5 separate regions of the Mus musculus genome follow, and regions 2, 3, 4 and 5 are each linked to region 1. Evidence: chromatin contacts called from public HiChIP or PLAC-seq and Micro-C data. All regions are on one chromosome and are shown on one strand. The core of a region is the stretch at or near the end of the contact, and the rest is flanking DNA. Distances in the headings are between cores, read along the strand shown.

Evidence for each region. A called contact is a pair of places that touch in the nucleus more often than the background predicts. HiChIP or PLAC-seq counts read pairs in DNA pulled down with a chosen protein or histone mark.
Region 2: an H3K27ac HiChIP or PLAC-seq map of microglia shows a contact between it and region 1, with 5 times the contacts expected there. The contact joins two enhancer-like sites. A contact is called at or near these places in 1 of 484 Hi-C or Micro-C datasets (embryonic fibroblasts) and 1 of 115 datasets of contacts at active chromatin or transcription factors (microglia).
Region 3: a contact with region 1 is called in an H3K27ac HiChIP or PLAC-seq map of microglia, with 4 times the contacts expected there. The contact joins two enhancer-like sites. A contact is called at or near these places in 2 of 115 datasets of contacts at active chromatin or transcription factors (bone marrow-derived macrophages and microglia) and 1 of 9 other capture datasets (adipose tissue).
Region 4: a contact with region 1 is called in an H3K27ac HiChIP or PLAC-seq map of microglia, with 4 times the contacts expected there. The contact joins two enhancer-like sites. A contact is called at or near these places in 2 of 115 datasets of contacts at active chromatin or transcription factors (memory CD8 T cells and microglia) and 1 of 9 other capture datasets (adipose tissue).
Region 5: a Micro-C map of B cells shows a contact between it and region 1, with 2.8 times the contacts expected there. The contact joins the promoter of Kcnk13 here to the enhancer-like site in region 1. A contact is called at or near these places in 9 of 39 promoter capture datasets (the C10 cell line, the HPC-7 cell line, embryonic stem cells and 4 more), 1 of 15 datasets of contacts at CTCF or cohesin (pro-B cells), 12 of 484 Hi-C or Micro-C datasets (B cells, the HL-1 cell line, the N1E-115 cell line and 5 more) and 3 of 115 datasets of contacts at active chromatin or transcription factors (bone marrow-derived macrophages and stem cell-derived neural progenitor cells).

Annotation. Positions count from the first base shown.
Region 1 is chr12:99,644,862-99,649,470 of GRCm38.p6, reverse strand. Gm19951 (predicted gene, 19951) reads right to left here. Exons shown (of 2, transcript NR_166738.1): 2 at 2,250-3,327. Among named protein-coding and RNA genes, the nearest start is that of Gm19951, 4.1 kb to the right of the region's middle. Within about 2 kb of position 2,335, at least 65 of the 459 cell types and tissues checked have an H3K27ac peak or open chromatin away from gene starts, as enhancers often do. A contact at or near this core is called in B cells, the HPC-7 cell line, adipose tissue and 3 more, where this site is marked.
Region 2 is chr12:99,261,618-99,266,034 of GRCm38.p6, reverse strand. The region is part of intron 4 of Foxn3 (forkhead box N3); the gene reads left to right. Among named protein-coding and RNA genes, the nearest start is that of Gm46371, 67 kb to the left of the region's middle. Within about 2 kb of position 1,439, at least 59 of the 459 cell types and tissues checked have an H3K27ac peak or open chromatin away from gene starts, as enhancers often do. A contact at or near this core is called in microglia, where this site is marked.
Region 3 is chr12:99,303,659-99,308,030 of GRCm38.p6, reverse strand. All of the region lies in intron 3 of Foxn3 (forkhead box N3), which reads left to right. Among named protein-coding and RNA genes, the nearest start is that of Gm46371, 25 kb to the left of the region's middle. Within about 2 kb of position 1,345, at least 73 of the 459 cell types and tissues checked have an H3K27ac peak or open chromatin away from gene starts, as enhancers often do. A contact at or near this core is called in adipose tissue, bone marrow-derived macrophages and microglia, where this site is marked.
Region 4 is chr12:99,282,306-99,286,461 of GRCm38.p6, reverse strand. The region is part of intron 4 of Foxn3 (forkhead box N3); the gene reads left to right. Among named protein-coding and RNA genes, the nearest start is that of Gm46371, 46 kb to the left of the region's middle. Within about 2 kb of position 1,836, at least 66 of the 459 cell types and tissues checked have an H3K27ac peak or open chromatin away from gene starts, as enhancers often do. A contact at or near this core is called in adipose tissue and microglia, where this site is marked.
Region 5 is chr12:99,961,695-99,966,273 of GRCm38.p6, reverse strand. It overlaps Kcnk13 (potassium channel, subfamily K, member 13), which reads right to left and starts at 1,775. Exons shown (of 3, transcript NM_146037.2): 1 at 1,473-1,775; 2 at 1-1,070. The coding sequence starts at 327.

The DNA of each region.
Region 1 (4,609 bases), core at 1,086-3,585:
GGGCAGGTAGCAAAGGAATCTGGGAAATTACATTTCAGTTGCCAATTTGGACTCTTGTTTGCAAAGGTACCTGGACCTGTGAATGGAGTGTATCTTGTACAAAATCTATTTGCCTGGCTTGACTCAAAGTCTCCTGAGCCTTTCATTTCCCCTGTGATGGGGGGAATTTGACAGGTATGATCCTAGCCCTGTTCTGAGCACAGTGAACAAATGAAAACCCATGATTTCAGGCCTCTGGCTTGGGGTGGAGAAGCTGGGAACACACACACACACACACACACACACACACACACACACACACACACACACTACACCACACCACACCACACCACACCACACCACACCACAAGCAGCAAGAACAGCAAGGTATGTCAGGAGAGGTGAATAAACTATCTGGAGTCCAGTAGCTTATGACCTGAGATGGCAAGGCATGGTTTCCTTGGCTTGGCTGCCAAAGGAAATCTGTCAGAAGGGATTGGAGGGTCACGGTGCAGAAGTGTTCTTGACCTACTATACCAAGAATGCAGGCCCTTAGACAGATGGCTGAAACCTCCTGGTGACAAGGTTGGCAGTATCAGTGCTTGGGAGGAGCACGAAGGATGACATTTAAATTGCAATCTCTGGGGGCCAGAGAGACAGCTCAAAGGTTAAGAACACATACTGCTCTTGCAGGGGACCAGAGTTTGAGTCCCAGCTCCCCTGCTCAACAGCTAATAACCATATTCAACGTCAGCTCCAGGGGAAACTGATGCCTTTGGCCTTGAAGAGCCGTTACACTCATGTGCACATACCCTCCCACAGATATACACACAGGCACATAGCTAAAGAAGATCTTAAGAATAAATTTCTGAGCCGGACGTGGTAGCGCACCTTTAATCCCAGCACTCAGGAGGGAGAGGCAGGCGGGTTTCTGAGTTCGAGGCCAACCTGGTCTACAAAGTGAGTTCCAGGACAGGCAGGGCTATACAGAGAAACCCTGTCTCAAAATAAAATAAAATAAAATAAAATAAAATAAAATAAACTTCTGACTGCATCTGTTTATCACATCACCTGATAATTATCTGCTGGATTTTGACTAGATAGGATGTACATTTGGACTTAAAATATAGACTTTAGGCTGCAGAGAAGGCTCCAAAAAGAGCTTGTCACATAAGCAAGAAGAGACTGGAGAGTTGGGATCTCCAGGTTCCACATTAATCCTGGCGTCCCTCCTGTAACTCCAGCTTAGAAGGCTGAGATGGAAACTCCAGAGCAGGCTATCCAGCAAGACTATCTGTATCTGTGTGCTCTGGGTTTGATTGAGAGACCCTGCCTCAAAAGAAAAGGAAGGAAAGGGACAAGAATGATTCCTGACATCAGCCTATGGCCTTACACATAAATGTGTGCCCCACACATGTACACATGTACACACACATACACACATATAAGAAAAAGAAAAATATGTAGACTTTTTCAATGAGCTTAAAATGCCCAGGTGCTTCTGGCATCAGTGTCCTGAAGCCACAGGCATCAACCATTGGAAGAAAACCAAAGTCAAGAAAGGACATCTAAGAGTAGAAAGAGAACTTTCAAGGGCTGACAGGGTTCCACGGCTGTCTCAAGAACAACCTCTCTGTGTGGGCTAGGAGACACTGGGTCTCTAAAGTGCACGAGGACCTCAGCTGGACCCCTAGAATCCATGTTAAAAATAAAATCGAGATGCAGTGGTTTATGCTTGTAATCCTGACACTGGGGAAACAGGGACATCAGAACCCTGAAGCTCACTGGCCAGCCAACCGAGCCTACTTAGTGAGTTTCAATCAGTGAGGGACTTTGTTGAAACATATTTTTGACTATCTACCTAAAAATACTTATAGTACATATGAGGAGGGGGGAGGAAGAGGAGGGGGAAGGGAGGGAGGAAGACAGGGAGGGAGAGAAGGGACGGAGAGAGAGAGAGATGAATTTTTCCCACTATCTGAGCTGACAATGCTCACTCCGAGAGCCATAGAGCACCTAACAAAACCTCCAACACCAGGCATGATAAGCCTTCTTCTGCGTTGTTGGACAGAGGTGTCCATAGAACTCCTAAAACGTTATAGGACGTTGCTACTGCCCATTCTTACATTCTTACCCCCTGGATACGGAAAGTGTGGCTGAAGAAACCGTGCATTTCTGTCCTGACCCGCAGGACTCAGTTATTCGTGGGATCCGAGGGGGACCATGACTGAAAGAGAAACAAGGGAGAAAGAAGGAGCGAGACTAAGCAATGGTTGTCAAGGTCTGTTTATTGTGAGCAAGGTTACAGAATATAAGCAGTAAGAAGGAGGAAGTAAAGAGGGAGAACCTTGCCTGTGCCTCAGCCTGGGGGGAGGGGTAGTTCTGCTTAACTGCCTGGGAACGTAGTATCTACTCTTAGCTCAGGGAACATTCTGTGGTTTTCCTCAGAAAGTTTGCAGATACTATTATCTGATCTTGATATTCTGTCAGCTGTCATTTCAAAAGGTCAGAAGTTTCTCAAGAAGGGAGGGGAACTTTGGCTTATGGCTCAGTGTCAGTCTCCAACATTTCCCTCTCTTTTATATTATAGATGGAGCATCTGTCTTAGGCTACATGATGTGCATCCACAACCAGCACCCGACATGGTTGGGTCTGAGGGTAGAGTCTCTGTCTTAGGCTATGCAAATGGCCTCCATACCCAGCACTGTCAATTCAGAGTGGGCTCCTGGATCATGGACTCGCAATAATCCTGTCATTGAGATGCTCTACAGCCTATCATGGGTGTGCCTCCTGGTATGTGGCATCATGCTATTCCTGTCATTGATGTCTCCATAGCTTACCAAAGCACCCTTGGTCGGGGCCTGGGTCTAGGACTGTGAAATCTAGGCCTACCGAAGGGGTGCCTGGGGGCTCAGCATAAGTATCTTGGCCAATGTCTCAGACTTCAAGGTGACACTGGCTTCTTAAAGGCGACACTGGCTTCTTAAAGGCTGCATCTATTTCTGATTTTACCAAATCTGTGACCTTCCTAAATGCCCAGGGTCCAAAAGAGATAAGTAAAAGAAATCCTATCCGGGGCAAGGAGGGGAAGGAGGTAAGGCAACACTCCATTCCAGACACTCCACATGGGATTGGCGAAGAGTTCTTGACGTCTTTTTTCTAGGTCTTCTTGGTGTTTTCTGATTCTGTCTCCGACGATCCCAGACTTGTTTGTATAGAAACAGCATTTTTCCTGTAAAGCTAAGCAGATACCTCCCTTGTCTGCAGTTAGTAAATCAAGGCCTCGTCTATTTTGTAGGACCACTTTTGCCAGGGAATCCACTTGATCTTGAAGATCTTTTACTGACCCTATAAATGATAAACCATATTAACGTCATCAATCAACTGTTGGGACAGCTCATTGTAAGTATCTAGAGCCACCCCATCTCCAGCAGAGCCAGTAGCCAGTGCCCCAGATATCCCTAATCCAACCAAAAGTGGGATAAGCTGAACAGCTCCTTTATGTCTGGGGGACAAACATAGCAAAACTGGGCAGAGGAACAGGCTCGTCTCCTCGTATAATCTCTATATCTGGCGAAAGTAAGGCCGGCACACAGGAACCAGTCCAATTTACAGGGAGAAAGGGGGAAGCCACGTTATCACCGCATACATACACTTTTCCCCCCGCACCCAAACAGCCTGAGGCAGAGAAGGTAACATAACTGGTGCATGAGATAAACATGGCTAGGCCAAGATCTGCATCAAAGGAATCATTCTTAAAAGAGCTATACATTAAGGTGGATACATTAAAATTGTTTGGTAAGAACTTAAAAGACCCCTTTTCTGGGGTCTGATGAGCGTCGGCATTGGGCGCCTTAACCCGGCGTTCGGTTCATCCCGCAGCACCAGTTCTGCTTACCAAAAGTGGCCCACTAGGCACTCGCATTCTACGCCCGGCTCCACGCCAGCGAGCCGGGCTTCTTACCCATTTAAAGTTTGAGAATAGGTTGAGATCATTTCAGCCCCAAGACCTCTAATCATTCGCTTTACCGGATAAAACTGCGTGTGTCGGGTAAGAGTGAGAGCGCCAGCTATCCTGAGGGAAACTTCAGAGGGAACCAGCTACTAGATGATTCGATTAGTCTTTCGCCCCTATACCCAGGTCGGACGACCGATTTGCACGTCAGGACCGCTTCGGACCTCCACCAGAGTTTCCTCTGGCTTCGCCCTGCCCAGGCATAGTTCGTCATCTTTCGGGTCCTAACGCATACGCTCGTGCTCCACCTCCCCGGCGCGACGGGCGCGACGGGCCGGTGGTGCGCCCTCGGCGGACTGGAGAGGCCTCGGGATCCCACCTCGGGCCCCCGGGCGGGGCCCTTCACCTTCTTTGCGCCACGGCGGCTTTCGGACGAGCCCCTGACTCGTGCATGCGTTAGACTCCTTGGTCCGTGTAACTACAATTATCTTGGGAGGGGACGATAGTGGATTCATGAAGCAGGGGTATTACAAGGGGCCAAGAGGCTCCCAATGCAAGGCACAGCCAACAATCCCTGGCCAGGGAGGGGTTGGAAACATTTAGGGCTTTATGAGTAGCAACACGTATATCTATGGTCTAGAGGTCTAAATTAATGCCTCTGGACTTTGGGTGGTG
Region 2 (4,417 bases), core at 190-2,689, 380 kb after region 1:
TAGGTCCCCGCAGGTCATTGTTTCTCCATGTCCATGAGCCCCCTGTGCACACAGGCCGAGGACACCGCCAGATGCACAGTCCCCTGGGCCAGTTTTCTCCAGACCCAGGCTGGCTTACATTCTGCCCTTGCCGAACACTGACAAGGAGGGAGCCATTTATAGTTAAACTAGTGGCTTCAGGCAGTCTCTGGCCCTGTCCCCAAGATCAGCACAGGGACCAAGCTGCAGATGCTTCATGCCTTTATAACCCTCTGCCTGACCTTGCCTCTTATCGCTGTACAGAGGTTCCCCACCTCCCCAAGTAAACCTGGTCACCCCAGTGCCTCAAAACTACCCACCCGAGGAAATGGTACTGTATTCTCTGCCCCAGTTAAAAGCTCACGCAAATGCCAAATTCAGTTTGTATTGTATCTTTCTTTAGTTAGTCAGCTTTTTTGAGGCAGGGTCTCCTGTAGCCTTAAACTCAATGTGTTATAGGGAAAGCCTTAAACTGATCCCCTGCCTCTGTGCTAAGATTGTAGGTATGCACCACCATGCCTGGCTTGTATTCTTTTGATACAGCCATATTTCTGCTTACCTTTTATCCCCCCAGAGAAATGGAGAGCAGAGGCTTAGGTAAATGTAGGCTTCACCTAGAATCTGGGTATCTTCACAGAGCCTCTGGTAGCATGATAGGCTTCCCAAAGTCAGAGTAAGAGAGTTCCTCTTAAGCTCTAGGCTCTATGGTTTTACCTCTGGTTAACTGAATTATTATCCCAGTTGGCGCTACTTAACCTCTTCCTTCCTCACAGTGCTTCCAGGTCCTGGATGCTTTGTAATGATTATCTCTTGTTTCCTGCAGCTTTTGGAGAATTAGTGGCCTGTGTGTTGTTTGGACGCGGACATAGCTGCCAAGAAGCATGTTGCATTATATGATACAAAAGAAATAGGTTAAAAATGAAGAAATACTCAGTAAAGGAGATGGTAGTTGATTGTGATCATGTGGAAAGAAAGTGTGATACCTTAAGTACTTGATTAACTCTGAGGACTCTTTATATTTGAAGGCTCAACCCTGTATCATAGTGGACCAAATACATCCCACATTCTGTGTAAACTATAAAGCTCAAGTTCCTCTTGGCAAGTTAAAGCAGTGTCATGTTCTTACACATTTAACCGAGCCCTGTTTCAAGTAAAAGCAAGGTGCTTTGGGGATGAATATTATAGTCCAGTCTCCGTGCCATCATAGACTGGAAATCTTGGCTTCCCAAGACTGACAAGTTGGGAACCCGATGGCTGAGTTGGCTCAGAGAAGTACCACAGCAAAGGAAGGGATTTGGGGACTTAAGCCAGATAGCCTAGACTGTCCCACAGGACCAGTGAGCTGCTCACCAGTGGGTACAGGAAGCGCCTGGGAGGCGGGAGGCATGACATGGGAGGACACACAAAGGCTTGCTCCAGTGCATGAGTTCTGTTTGTTCCCCTTTTGTTCCCCTTTTTGATGAAAGCACTGAATGTAAACCCAGAACTTTGCATCTAGATTCTTCCTCTTTCCTCTCGAATTTCAGAGTTAATAGCATGCTTCCAGCCCGAGCCGGGCACATGCATGACAATGGCAGAAACGTTAGGGTTTCTCTCTGACTGGGTCACTCCTCAGGGCATGAAGGGAAAGTTGGATGTCTGTGTCCAGGTTCTCCTCTGTGAAATGGAGACATCAAAGGGTGACCTCCTTTGTAAGCAGCAGTTTTTGTGGGCTCTCTCCAAACTGCTGTCTCACTAATTATCACACAGCAAGCTGGAGTTTAATGGTTTCATACGTATTTGTATCCCACTATCAGAAGCAAAACCCCAACCTTCAGTCATGCTCTCTTGCGCCTTTTCGGGAAAGGGCAACATGCCGAATGTTGTGGCTTTCCATGTCATCCAATGGCTTCATTCTGCTGGCAGAGGTGGGGTTCAGCCAAGTCGGTATGAACACTAACGGTCATGACTCAGTTCAGAAACAATCTTTATTCATGGGCGTTAATATTTGAATTTCATATCACATTCATGTGTCAGGAGTTATTTTTCCTTTTTTTGATTTTTTTTTTTCCCAGCAATGAAAATATGTTCAGACCATCAGAAGCCCCAGCTAGGGAGAAGCATACAGCTTTGGCCCACTGGCTGTAATAGGAGCATGTCCAAATTCCTGTTGGAATCTCGCACACTGCTGTGTCTTTTCTGGCATTGTCCCTTGCTGGCTTGTGCCTGTGTCTCCTGATTGAGCGGGGACCATGAGCCTTTCCTCCCTCAGTCGCCAGAGTCCCCCGTGTATAATAGGTGCTTGCTGAGTGCCTTCCAAATGAGTGGTGTAGCAATTATCCCCCTTGCAGCATGACCATGTCTACATGAAACATTCTGAAAAGGATGTCTCTTTCCTAGAAAGCTGCATCTGTCTAGGTAGGTGCCTGTGGAAGGTGTGCGGCCTCAAGTACCTGATGCCGCCTCCCGGCGGCCCCCTCACAGACTATGGTAGGTGCTTGTCAACAGATCCTCCCTCACCGACAGCTTCTGCCTCAGACGCTTACCTGAGCTGTCTGCCATGAGGACTCTGTCACATGAAAAGGGAGAGACGGTGACAGTGGGTGATGCATTGGAGAATGCTCCTTTCCACCGTTGGCAGGCTTTAGTGAAGAGAGCCTATCGGTGAAGTTCAGACTCTCGGGAGACTCATTTCAGTGTGCCCCGGAGATTCCTAATTTACCTGTGTTTGTATTTTTAAGGCAAGAGCTTTCTTTATAATTTCAATTATGGAACGATGTTTGGTATTCAGATGAGTTGGTGTTTGTACTGGCTCCATGGTTTCCCACCAGAGGCTCAAGATCCTTGGGGGAAAGATAGCCATGCACAGAGTTGGGTATGTGGGAGACACAATGCCAGGATGCACAAAGAAGAAATTACAACCATTTGCTTGTGTATTATTTTCTCAATTTGAAGCACTTGAATTCCAGAGCTCTTGAATCAAGAGGTTGAATTCCTGGCATTTTAAAGTATCCCACTTGAATAAGCTGCTTAAACCATTCAAATGGATTTTTTTTAAAAAAAATATGCCTACCTTCCCCTTCCCCCAAATCTCCAGTTTCTCAGATCGTTTGCTCTTGGGATTTTACTTAATTGAAGTTTCACCTTTTTACTTCAAATCAAAATCATTTCTGTAGTCAAGTAAGTTTTCATTGTGTTCTGGAGGGCCGTGTGGGGTTCACGTTGACTGTTGCCTGTCAGGTTAAAGGGGTTTTCCACAGACCTGCGGTAGCCCGTGCTTAGAGAACCTTCCAGAAGAAATCCCTCCGGCTCTCAGTTTCTCCCGGGAGTGTCTCTTATCTGTAAATACAGCACCACCTACATCTCCTACGTCTCAGGTCCAGTTTGACTAAATCTAGCCCCGGAGAGAAGTTATGGCCAGAGTCACAGCCGGCTCTGCCGCACACATGCACGCTTAACTACAGATCAGCCGCCTGGATGCACGAGTGTGAAGAGCAGAACTAAACTGGCAGTCATCAGTTTGCCTGTTTGAAAGAATCTATCAAGAGGCAGTGAGCCGGTTGTAGGGTCTTTGCCCTGGTGGCATTTTCTATGGTAGCAGGAAGCAAGCAGAGCAGTGAATGTGTAATTTGGTCTCAGGTCTGGCTCAGTGCCCAAAACGAAGAACCAAGCAAAGTAGAGATCAGGCTCTGTCGAGGGTGAGGTGTTAGTTTTAGACCAAGTAGCTCAGAATGGCCTTCCTGAAAATCTGATGCAGAGTCCCAAATGTGCTCCAACTGGCGCAAGAAGCTCTGTGGTCAGAGGGCAAGTGCAAAGGCCCCGTGGCTGGTTAATAATAGCAGAGGGCTGGGCGTGGTGGTGCACACTTCTAGTCCCAGCACTCCAGAGGCAGAGGGCTTTGGATCTCTGAGTTCCCGGACAGCCAGGGCTACACAGGGAAGCCCTATCTCAATAAAACCAAACAAGAAAAGTGAAGAAATAACAGCGGAGTCAGAAGAATGGGCAACAAGCATGGGGATATGGGGTTTTGCTCTAATTGTGATGGGAAACCATTAGTAGCGATGGAGATGCCTGGAAATAATCTGCTGACTTCTTATTAAAATGTCTTAATGGAGCAGGAGGGAGACAGGGAAAGCCTTTGTCATGAGCTGCTAGATAAGTATGATGGCGACTTAGTGAAAGCCAGGATGGAGGAGTGGGTAAGTGAGACTGGTTGCTGACCATTGATTCTTAGAGAGTAGAAATTTAGTATGTGGTTGAGTGGGCAGATGGAGAGGGGATGGATGATGGGTAGATAGGTAGGTGGAGGGAAGATGGGTGGATGGATGGATGGATAGATGGTAGGTGAGTGGGTGGGTAGATGGGTGGGTGAGTATGTGTGGGAGGAAGGATAGGTGGGCAGAGGGAGGATGCATGGATG
Region 3 (4,372 bases), core at 96-2,595, 340 kb after region 1:
CGCCCGTGCGCCTTCTCCTCAGCTCCCCTCATGGGGATGAAGCAGATTCTTTAGAGCAGAAGAAGAGGAAGGGAGACTCCTCAGGAAGCTGCTGAGCTCCGCCTCTGTAAGAATTCATGAAAATGATGGTGTGGTTCCTGATTGGGTATCTTTGGGTTCTACACCCTCACGCTTGAACATCCACAAAACCAAGGATATTTACTTGGGGGAAAAAATAGAATTTTTTAAAAGGATATATTTATTTATTTTATGTATATGAGTGCACTGTAGTTGTCTTCAGACACACCAGAAGAGAGCATAGGATTCCCTCACAGATGGTTGTGAGCCACCATGTGGTTGCTGGGAATTGAACTCAGGACCTCTGGAAGAGCAGTCAGTGCTCTTAACCACTGAGCCATCTCTCCAGCCCTTGAAATAGAATTTATCCTGAACATATTATACATGCCCTTTATCATTACTTCTTAAACAGTACAGTATTGTAACAGTTTATATAGCATCTGCATTGTGTTTGGTAACCCAGAGATTAGCTGGTGCATGTGTGCATATACTGTGCTATCTTGTGTAAAGAGTTCTAGGCACCTGTGGGAATTTTTGTGTCCTTGAGAGATCTGGGGTGACTGACATTTTACAAAGGCTTAGGTCTCCCAGGCCCCTTTTCTCACACTCTTCTTAAAACACACACACACACACACACACACACACACACACACACACACACATACGATTGCCGAGGGGGGGGGTTGAAATACAAATGTGTGATTTGTTTAGTATCATATTTGTGAGAGTCAGAAAAGTCATAGAAGCACCTAAGTTTCTGTGATCATGAACGGAAGGCAAATCTACATTATAGATCTATTTAATAAGAGTCATTCTTGGATTCTCCATCCCAATTTCTTAACAAACATCAAATTTAAATATTTATCTGTTTTGAAGTTAGTCTAGATCTAGAAGTGGCCCTTTCTGATGGGTGGGGGTGGGGAGGGGAGCTGGCTTGACTCTTGCCAGGCAGCTCATCCTGCCTGGTGTTGGCTGCCAGCAAGCTGTTGGCAATAAGTGCAAATCCTTTTGTCTTGTTAAGAAATTATTGTTAAAGATGCAGTAGTGTATAAAGTCCGCTCTGTCGTTCAAATGACTGTATCTCTGGTGATAACTCCCCACACTCAGACAATCTTGGTGTCCTGTTGAAGCTAATAGGTGCAAATTTTAGTAGGACTTTTAAGAACCCAGTACCCCATATTTACAAGTCTTTCTATGTAATCAATTTCTTTACCACCTGCCCTAACCCTCCCCCAAGCAGTCAGAAGTCTGGACTGGCAGGATGTGTCCCCGGGATCTTCATGGCATCTGCTCTTACAGTCAGGTTTCTCAGTCTGGGCTCAAACACGACAGTCTGACATGGCAGACCTGGTGCTGCGGCTCTGTCATTTGCATGGCTTTGTGTGTGTTGTCTTATCTTTTGTGTTTTGCTGTGAGCTACATGACTACTTGAGCATCATGCAGACACATGAAGGTATGTTCATAGCTGCCTGTTTTTTAAAGTCGAAGCAGCTCAGACTAAAAGGGGATCCGCTTTCAGGACCTGCTCAAGTTTCCCTGCGACAGCATCAGAGCTATTTTTAGAGGAGTGATCACCAGGAAGAGCCAGGACAGCTGCATTCAACAGCAGCCGCAGAGACAGAGGGTCGTTTGTGGGACTGCAGAGGTTGAGCCTGTTGATATGGGAGACAAAGGGGCATGCATATCTGTCCTTCAGTTAGGTAGGCCACCCCTGTTCAGAGCCCTTGAACCTTTGCAGCTGTGGGAGTGTTAATTTAGTGCTTGGTTGCCTTGGCTCTGAGTCCAGCCAGATGCAGAGATAGGGGCCGATGGCAGGACTGCCCTGCAGAGTGCCCAGTCTGAGAAGACAGCGACTTATTCTCACTCAGAAACAGCTACCAGACTTTCAGTGTTTGAATTCTCAGTTCTCTTTTGCTTCTGCAGACGACAAAAGTCAACAGATATCAGGAACTGGCTGATGCATGTGTGCGTGCATGCGTGCGTGTGCGTGTGTGTGTGTGTGTGTGTGCCTTGGATCCCTTACTATTCCTGCTTGACACTTTTAAGTGACGTCACCATTCTGAATAAAGAGCACTTAGCAAAAAAAAGAGGGTTTTGGTAACTGGTCTGTATACTTCATAGAGCTAGTTAGCATTCTTCCTTTTTATTATTTGTTTTTGTTTTTGGGACGGGTCTCACTCACTGTGTAGCCCTGGTGTCCTGTAGCTTACTATGTATGTAGACCAGGCACTATGTAGACTATAGACTCACAGAGATTGCCTGCCTCTGCCTCTTGAGTGCTGAAATTAAAGGCTTGTGCTACCATACCCTGCTCCCTCCCTCCCTCCCTCCCTTTCTTTCTGAGGCATTTGCTATACACCTGCTGTTGCCATCCACTTAAGAGTGTGTGTGATGCATATAAAGACAGACTCTATCTACTTTATACATGGAGCGTGGAGAAAAGGAGACAGCCTGGAGGGGCAGCATTGTGTAGAATGAACAGAGCTTGCATTAAGGATGGGGAAGGCAGCTGCTTTAAGTAGAGGGTAGCTGCCTAGAGTAGACACTAAGGTGAGAGCATTTACTTGTACTTGGGAGGCCACAAGCAGCCTGGTACCCAGAGAATGAAAGAGCACGAATGTGAGGGATGCCAGAGGAGGAAGCCAGAGCAGGTGTGGCGCTCAGCAACCTGGAAGTGGCACCGATCAGGGGGAGCCAGAGGCCGGTGCCTTTCATCACCTGCTAGATGGCCTGGACTATATAAAAGGTAAAAACATTGCTAAGTGCGTGCATGGATCTCCTGTGTAAGGTTCAGCAGCTCCATGCAGTTAAAGGATGTCCTACATATAAAGGAGCTTCCCTAGAAAAGCTAAGAGCAACAGCAACGGAGCAGTCCTCAAACTGAGGCCATGTGACTCCCGTGACGAAGGCAGAGGTGGAGAGAAGCATCGGAGAAGGAGGGCAGGAGAGAGGGAGAGGAGCCACACCCTTCAGGAACTCTCAGGTTAGAGTTCTGTTGAGAAGGGTGCATCCCACAGCCAGTTAGCAGCAGACGAGAAGTAGAACCTACACATCCCGTGTCAGGAAGCAGTCTCAGCGGAGGCCACAGGAGCCTGAGGTTTTCCTGAGTAGGTTGAAGGCTTTAATTATGTGGACTTTCTCTGATGCCATAGGAATTAGAAGCAGAAGGAACAGGGAATAGTTCTGTGGGAAGAATAACTTTAATGTTCCCTGCACCGTAGAGTAGCTGTGATTGACAACAATTAATTGTGTGCTTCAAAATAGTAGGGAAGATTTTGACTGTTCCCAACACAAAGAAATGATAGTGTGTGAGGTGATGGATATGCCAATTACCTGGCTATCATCTTTGCCTGCTGTATACACACATATGAAACTCACACGCACCACAGCTATTATGTATCAGTTGAAAGAAATAAAATCAAAACTGAAGAACAGAATATCCAGTGCAGCCACACCCTCCTTTTACACCTAGGAAAAATGTCTGGAGAAGTGTTCAGTGTAGAGCTTTGTAGCGCTTCAGCCCCTGAACACGCCAAGAGGTCTCTGCCCCTCTGCCCTGGGGAGGGGGTGGGGGTGGAGGGGTATTACATATTGAACTTAGGTCTCCCTCAGGTCTAGCCAGGTGCTCTTCCGCTGGGCTTTGTATCTAGTCCCCTTTTGACAGGGTTTCACTAATTTGCCTAGGCCTGCCTTGAAGAAACTTTGTAACACAGACGGACTTTGCGGTTACGATCCTCCTGCCTCTACCTCTGCAGGAGCTAGAATTACAAGCCCATGCCCCCAAGGCCCAGCTGACTTTACTTTTCCAAGGCTATGTTCATTGTGGATTTACTTCTGCCATGGAAGTGTAGCACTGTTCTCTGGCTTTTGCTTCCAGAAAGGGGGTGGGGGTGGGGTGATGTTTTTCTGGGTTCCCTGGGAAAGCTGCATGCTGTTAGGAGTGAGATAGATACACAGGGGGAGTCCATTGCCCTGGCATCAGCCCCTGTGATGTTGGAAGAGGACCAGTGTGACTTTTGGGGTGCAGGGTTCCTCAGGCTTACTGGTTGCTGACTCTGGAGGCGCCTGGGGAACAATCACAACCAAATGACTATAAGAACGGCTGTCAGGAGACACCTGGGGAGGAGGACAAGGGACTGTGTCACTCTAGTGCAGGGCAGCAGCTATGAATGTGCCGGGGGAGGCATCCAGACAAAGGCCAGTCAGTGCCAGTCGCAAGTGTGACTCTGGCAGACGTCAGTGACTACTTTTCAGGAATTTAAATAGATTTGTTCTGCTTTCGAGCCAGCTTGTAAATAAGTCCAGCATCAGCTTC
Region 4 (4,156 bases), core at 587-3,086, 360 kb after region 1:
CAATGCCTAAAAATCAAAATGAACGAGGGAAAAAGTGTGACCTTTACCTGTCTTTGGTGGATCCAAGAAGATGGGCAGAATGTGTTTGCCAGCTGCCCGAACAACCAGATATCAAACATGATCGTTCCCGAAAGCTCTCTCAGTTCGTCATGTATTACAGATTCAGACAACCTAGAAAGAAATCTTGGCTTCCTAAGCAAGTGGCTTAACCCTTGTAATAGTGTGAGTTCCATTACTATAGCAAAATAGCTGAAGTAGGATAAATTGTAAAGAAACGAGGTTGTTCACAGTCTGAAAGTGTAAGGCACAGAGAGCCAGCCCTTGTAATTCTTCCTCCGACAAGGGCCTCATGACCCTGGCATTACAGTGATAGGAACACGCAGAGAAGAGGTCACATGGTGAGACAGGAAACAAAAAAAAAAGCGTTGTTGTTGTTATTATTATTATTATAATCTTAGGTGTATGGTTGTTTTGCCTGCATGTATATCTGTGTACCACATGGGTGCAGAGCCCACAGACGTCAGGAGAGGGTGTGCCCTGGAACTGGAGTTACAAATGGTTGTGAGCAGCCATTTGGGTGCCAGGAACCAAACCCAGGTGACCCGCAAGAGCAATCAGTGCTTAACTGTCACGCCACCACTACCGTCCCTGAGGGGCTCACTGTGTTCATTTTTTGGCAACGCCCTTTCCTGTGAATCTACTCCTCAGGACCAGCATTCACCTGTTCATCTCGTCTATCTCCAAAGGGTTCGCTCTTCCACACACTCATGGAGAAACACCACAAAATCTTCCCAGGAGCATTCTTGTCAGTTTCCACTCTGAACGTCAGCCCAGCCAGCATCTCTTTGCTGATCCTAGCAGGATTCAGGGACCACTCTTTGGCACTGAGTTCTTGACTCCAAGGGCCCGCATCTCTGGTTTTGTTGGGTTTTCTGAGACCCTCCCCCGCCCGCCTGTCCCTTTCACAAGTGGCAGCTCGCCCTGGGCTTTCTGGCATCTTTCATCCCTTCCGCAAGCTGACTCTTTTGTCCACTGTGCAAAGGAGGGCGTTCACCTCTTGCATAAATCTGCTTACTGCCCCCAGGCGTGCCCACTAAAAAACCTTAGCACTTACAGGGAGGGGGCAGCCCCTCTCCACATTTGCCCTCAGATGCCCACTGCCTTCTGTTCTCCTTGGCCCGGGGTAGACTCTGAGTCTTCCTCCGCATTGTTTGTCTTTTTGTCCTGCAGTGAGGAAAGCTTTTTCTGGAGCTTCAGTAATTGTCAGCGTGCCGGTCTGTTTACAGAGGTGAAGTTGGAGGGGTGCTCCTGGGCTCCTCTAATCTTTCTCTGTGTGCTTTGGAACATGCTTTTATGCTCATTAAAAAATAACAAGGAAGTACGACTTTCAAAGAGGCCGCTAGTTCATTTTGATCTTTGCTGGTCCGGTTATTTATTTATTTTGGAATGAAGGGTCTTAGGTATGTAGTATACCTAAGACTTGCAATGTCCATTTACCTTTCAAGTACTGGGATTGCAGGCTTGTGTTAGCATGTTCAGTTGGTATATGATGGAGACTGAAGGCTTTGAGTGTGCCAGGCAAGAGCTGAGCCGCACCCCCCACACCTGTGAGCCCAGCTGTCTAAACTTCCCATGCCAGTAGCCTGCTGTACAGTCGAAGGCCCCTTCAGTTCCATAGTCTGCATTTCCCTGCTTGACCCTAACTTTAGCTAATCTCCAGACCCCTGTCTCTAATAACTGTCTTCATGGAAGTCTCATATTGCCCTCTGAGAAAGCAGCCCTGTGAGCAGACTGCTGAGTAAGACGTTATGGCCAGCAAGGCTGAGGACAGGAAATTGAAAACATTTACCAGAGACTTCCTCAAGAGGCAAGGCATCTGTTTCCCCCACTTCCCCTCTGTGTGTGTATGTCTGTGTGTCTGTCTGTCTTTTGTCTGTGTGTGTCTTTGTGTGTCTATGTGTGTACACACACCGCACATACTTGTAGGTATGCCCGTGCTGTGGTCCAAGTGTTGAGGGCAGAGGACATCCTCCAGTCTTCGTACATGTGTCTGCCTTTTTTGAGACAGGGTCTTTTCACCTAAGTACTTCAGGCTAGCTGACCTGGGAGCTGCCAGGCATCCTCCTGCCTCTGCTTTTCTGCTCCAGTAAGGGGCCTGCACTGAGCTCCTGGGGTTTGAATTCAGGTCCTCACACTTACACAGAGAATTGCTTTACCTATGGAGCCAGTCCCCCAACATACACTTTATGATTGCTAAAGATTGGATGGAGAATAGAAAGTCCTAGAATTAGCCACTGGAAGGTTAGTACAAAGAATAACCCTACTGCTGAGCACTGATCTTACTTGATGTTCATTTTTATGGATGTAACTTTAGACTAAATACATCAATAGGAATGTTTTCTTTTAGATTGCATAGCGTTTAGGAATGTTTCTGAAATCTATTAAATTATACCCGTAACAAGACTATGAAGTGTAGAGATGAAACAGCTTTGGATCCTGTTGCCATAAGTAACATGTGTCTTATCAAAGAGCCCTGGCTTTAAGTACAATTGGAAAGGAAAAGCCATTCCCCTTGAAGCTCTGTGGAACTGCTGGGGTGGAGGTCTAGAAATATTTTTGTAAAATTACCAAAAGACTTAAGGATAATGAAGCTTTTAGGATGTGTTCTGAGCAAGCTGTTCAAATGATGGTTTCAGAAGTGGACTTAAAATTACCCCCTCTAAGCTTCCGAAGCCAAGTTTATATCCATTCTTTCTGCTCCCTGTGGGTTTCCTTCCTAAGCCCTTGCCAAGCGGCAGGCCTTAGGGTTTTCATATCTGTGCCATCACGCACACAATGGGATGTGTGCCTACATTTGTGTGCACATGTGTGTAGCCCAGGTTCTTAAGTGGAATGGCCTTAAAGAGATCGTTACTCTCAGTGGTCCTTGCAGCCTGTAGAAGAAAGTTGCAGGCTCTCCAGATGTGGGTAATGGAACCCTGGGATGACATGCCCCTGCCGCCCCAACCATGTGCCCTCAAGCAGCTCATCTGACTGGTGCAGGCCTCTGCTTCCTGCCCAGTCCAAAAAGCAAGAGTCCCAACTTGATGAACTTGGTGAGAATTAAAAGGCACAGCATTCGTTATGTTCACGGTAACATCTGTGCAGACTCCTGCAGCTTCGTATACCTTCACCCTCAAGCAACAACAACAAACATTCTCCCCCAGTTGACTATAGAGATGCCTTTAGGGCATTTAAGGTCACTTTCAATCTCTGGTGTATTGAGGCTGGGAAAGACTCAGGCTCTCCTCCCAAGAGCATCCCATGCAGTTCTTGCCATGCTTGAATGACTGTGGTCCCACAGAAATGGAACAAACACAAAGAAGGTTCCCCTGGGTCTCACTGGAGTTGCCTGTGATCTGTAGGGCTTGTTCTTTGACTTAGTGTGCTGGATTATGCAGAATAAAACCAGACCCGACAAAGGTCTGTTTCAGTAAACAGGGAGGTCGAGCATTGGGAAGCGAGAGCCAGCTACTTATGTGGTGGAAAGAAACTTAGGCCATCCTTGAAGAGGGGTCCCAGTAGGCCTGTCCCCTCCCTAGCAGTTACCAAAGCATACGTCAGCTAGTGCTTCTTAGGCTGTAGATGGTTTTTATTGGGGGGGGGCACATTGGGACTCTTTATGCAGCCAAGGCTGGACTGAAACTTCTGGCCCTCCTCCCTTAGCCTCTCAAGCTCCGATTTCCCAATGTGTGCCATTGTGTCGAGCTCAAACAAGTTTTCTGGGGTGTGCTCAGGTAATCTGATTCTAATTGGACAACCAATTACAAGCATGAATTAGAAGCATAAGTCTCCGCTCTGGTGACATTTGCAACAAGACGGTGACAAAGTCTTAATAAAGACCAAAATGTGAGGCATGTACAAAGAACAGTTCTATATTGAATCCGTCTTGTTCTCAAGCCGTGCTCTTCAGCCTCTTACTTCACACAGCATGGGAATGGGTTGACCCTTTCTCTGCTGGCTCACAGGCCTACCGTCTGTCTACCAGTGCTTGGACCACAGCTCATTTCTAATCGTGTAGGACCACCGTGGACCTCTAAGTCCTACATCAGAGCGTTTCTGATGGACACTCTCTGGCCTTGGCGACAGGTCGAGCGTAGCGGCATGGCCCAGGCCG
Region 5 (4,579 bases), core at 526-3,025, 320 kb before region 1:
AGAAACCACTGTACCCACGAAGTAGAAGGCGCCCGTGAAGTCCCAGCGAGGGCGCACGCTGTCCATGCGGATGCCCGCCCTGGTGGCTTCCTCGTAGTGGCGGAGGAAACCTCGCAGCTCTTCACGGCTCAGGTTGTGGCCCCGGCTGAAGTTGGCCAGGCGCTCTTCCCAGCGCTGCTTGGCCTGCAACTCCTGCGCTAGCTCCAGCGCGGAGAAGACTGCGGCGCCGCCCAGCAGGTAGAGCAGGATGAGCCCAGCGAGCAGCAGGAAGCGCGCGTTGTCCTCGTTCAGGTGGCCGGGGCTGCAGCCGCAACCGCGGCCAGCCATGGCACTGGAGGACAGCTCCGCGAGGGTTGCTGCCCGCGGACTTGTGCCCACGCCCCGGGGAGGATGTGCTCTGCCGACCTTAGCCTGCTCTGCGTGCGGGCTCGCCCATGCCCGCCGCGCGTTCCCCAAGGCGGCGTGGATCTCCCGGCCGCCGCCGCCTCCTCGGTGGTTCCTGTGTAGCCAGCTCCCCACGTCCGCCTGGACTCGTGGTTTCGAATCCGCTTTGTCGTCGCCGCCTCCCTGTCCTCTCTGGAGTTCTCCTTAAGGCTGAAGACCAGAGGGTCGGGACACAGAATCTGCTTCGACTTGGTGCGAGGGTGCGGGCGACCCGGGTTCACCCGAGCTCCTAATTCGGCTCAGATTGGGGAGGGGGCGTGGCGTGCCTTCAAGGCAAACTCCCTAGAACTTGAACTCCTCTTGAAGAAAAAAAAGGTCGTGGGTCCAGAGAGAATCGGCGGGTAAGCTTCACATCAAGGTCCGGGTTCCTCGGAGCATTGCTTTCCAAGCTGTGATGGCTGGGATACGGGCTGTTCTCTGTCTTCGGTGCCTCTCCAGGTGGATCTGTGTTGCGTATTAGTGACAATGTTCTGCCGAGAGCCTCTATCCACCAGAATAACCAGGGCTCAGAGGTCGGAACGGGTTTGGGGCAGACGCACGGACGCAGGGACAGTGCGAAGAGGCAGATCAGCCGGCTCGGATCTCTGCTGGGCACACAGGCTCCACGGCAGCACGAGGGCGGACCGCTGTGGGGAGGAGAACAGAGGGGGAGGTTGGAACAGTGAAGGAAGTTAGAAGCATCCTCCCAGGGAGCCTTCCTTGACTTCCCCCATACCAGATCGCCCTTGGCCTCTAGGGCCTGCACCGGGCGTTCTCTGTCCACACGTGCCGGCCCTGCCAGCCCATCTCCCGGAGAACCGGCCAAGGACAGCGGCCAGAAGAGTTCCATCTCTTTCACCCGGTTTTGATCGCCTCGGCTCTGTAGTTCTTGCGCAGTCAGTGGCGCTGAGCTGAGAACTCCAAGCTACAACATGTAAGCCGGCAACAAGGTTCTTTTGTGAACCGCTGGGGCGCCCACCCAGAGACCCCCAACTTGCCATGAGCTCTGGAGCCGCCGTCGCCTTCGCGTCTCACCTTCCCAAACGCACCTGCTCTGTGGAACAGGTTCAGGATGGTTCCTGGCTTCCCTTCTCAAGTGGCCTTGCCCTGCCCAGTGGGGCTGAGAGCAGAAGTCCGTGCCCAGAGCTGCCTTCTCTGTGGAGTGCTCAAAAACTGCAACAGGTGGAGCTCTGCAGCTGCCAACCGAGGCGACTCCACCCGGTACCCGCCCCTTGGCCTCAGGGCCAGTCTCCTGCTCAGGTCTCCTCCGCTGGCGCTCGCCTGGACCTCTAAACAGCGATGCTTCTACCAGGGAGTGCAGATCCCTGGAGTGGTTGCTTAACAGATAGGTCGAGAGCCTCGATGGTCTGCGTGGGTTCCTCTCAGGCCAGAAGAGGGCGCTGCGTGCCCTCCAGACACACCTGGTTCCCAGCAGTTTAGCCACAGGGGATCGAATATAGCTGTGTGAAGGAATGGATTCATAGCCACCCACGGTCTAAACAGAATTTCTCCGCCTTTAGAGAGAGAGAGAGTGGTCCCAGGAGACCCACCCACGATACTAGCCAGAAACAGAACTAGAAAAGCTTGCAGTTCTGTTGAATAGATGCAAATGATTTTGGTGAGAGTAACTAACAGACCGTTTATCTTGCATTGTGTCTCCTGGGGAGGAAGAACTTTAGAGGGTATTGAGTTCACACCCAGGGTGAGTAACCCAATTACCTTTACTAGTTTAAGAAACATCTCAAGTACATCAAAATCGAATGACGTTTACAATGACACAACACACCACCACCTAGATTCTACAAGTGACAGTTTACCAGGCTTGCTTATATTTACCCATTCCTTTCTAGTCACCAACCCACTCAGGATGCACTTTGAATGGTTGTAGACACCCACACACTTTCACCCCATCTCCAGCCAGTATTGGCCATTATTAAGAGCTCTATCCTCGGATTTTTGCTTTTGTGGTAAAATTTGCATGCAATGACATGTCATTGTACCATTAGGTGAGTCCTGATAACTTTGGGAGCCAAACAATGGTGGCCTCCCTCCCTTATCATCTAAAAGCCACCAAAGGATTAAAGCTCCCACAAATATCTTCCCAGTAAATCCCCACCCACATTCCTGCAGAGGTAGCCACTATTCTGATTTCTTTTTCCACCATGGAATATTTCTCCTTTATAGAACTTGGTTTTGTTTATTCAGGTCTCTGTATTCATAAGAACCAGTTATGTGTCTTGTGTAAAGTGTGTTCCTGAAGTGTACCGACTGACATCATTTCAAACTAGCTTTTTCTAACCCACAACAATGCAGTGTCCACATCCTATAGACTGTTGACAGAGCCAGCCATTTTATTTTTAAGCCTTCTGTATACAGGCACATAAACTTATCTCCTTGGGGTTTTGTGTTCTCTGGACACCTTGTATATTGGACTTTTGTAAATGGTTGGACTATTTTGCCCACTTAAAAGCTTGGTTTTGGAGCTGGGGAGATGGCCAAGTCAGTAATGTGCTCATCACAGTGTGAGGACCAGAGTTCAGCTCCCCAACACACATACAGAAGGATGAGCATAGCTGTGGACTTTTGACATCCTACTCCTCCTGAGCAGGTAGGGCCAAGTGGAGCTGGCTAGCCACAGTTCCGTAGCCAAGTCAGTGAACTCTCGGTTCAGTGAGAGCCCCTCTGGTTTCCACATGCACACATGTGCACACACATACAACATGCACACACACACACACACACACACACACACACACACACACACACACACAATGGTCCCTGTTATTGAAGGGCAGTGTTTTATATAATCTAGACTACCAGTCCTTTCTTAGGTGTGTATTTTGCAACTATTATTACCATTATTTTTCTTCTTCTCTGGAATACCTACTTGTTTTAAAAAAGTTTCCTGACAAAGTTTTCAGTTTTGTTAAAGACCAGTTTTCCAGTCTGTAATGATTGATATACTTTGTGCATTATATTATTGCTTTCAAGGTTGCATATGTTCTTTGTCTCTCCCCTACTTTTGTATGGTTGGTCTGTGTGGTATAGAGTTTATTTATTATGCATGTGAGACAAAGTTCACCTTGTCCAAAAATATACTCACTTTTTCTAATGGCAATTATTGAGAAGGAAAGTAAGAATACATTTATTTCAGGAATCTTTTCTTTTGACCGTTATCTATTGATCTAGTTGTTATGCCCATTAAAAATATTTAAATGAATTTTTATAGCTCTTGAAGTCAAGAAATGCAAAGTCTCCAACTTAGCTCTTCTTTTTTCGATATTTCTTTGGATGTAATGAATTGTTTCCGTTTTAAAAAATCAAAGAACTGTGGTTTTTAAGACAGACATTTTAAACATAGGCACAGAAAAAGTCTGTTATCTTGATTAGGACTACGTTAAATCTGTTTTGGGAAGAAGTGATATTTTGATAATTCATGAATGAATCTATCTCTTCATATATGTAGCTCCCCCTTGTTGTTATAGTGCAGGGATCTTGCACATCTTTTATGAATCTAACATAAAGGTTTGTTCTCCAGATGGTATTGAGCATAGAAATTCAAATGTTTTATCTTTTCATGTTTACTATTGTATCCCATAGACTAGCTGCACTCATTCATTAGCTTCAATAGTCTTTAGAGTTTCTAGTCACATAACTATGTCATCTGAAGTGGAGGTTTACTTTAACTTTTTTTAAAAAATCTTGTCTTACTGCAGTGTCTCATAATAAGGTACAGAAGACCTGGAAGCAGGTTATTTTTGTTAAGTTCTAAGGAATCCTTCAGCTTGTTATTACAGATGCTATGGGCTGTGAGGTGGCCATAGATACTCTTTGGACACCCCTCATCCCCAAGATGGCTTCTTTGTGAAGTCCGAGCTGTCTTGGAACTCACTCTGACCTCAAACTCAGAGATCCACCTGCCTCTGCCTCCCTAGTGCTGGAATTAAAGGCGTGCGCCACCACTGCCCGGCCATAGATGCGCCTTTTGAGGGTGAAGATCTTTCTCTTTATTTTTAGCTCTAGTTTTCTGAGGTTCTTCCTTCCTTCCTTCGTTTTGTTTGCTTGTTGTTTCTTTCTTTCAAATAAAGCAAAGATGAGTGTTGAATTTTGTCAAATGCTTTCTCTGTATCTACGATAAGCATGTTTTTCTTTATTC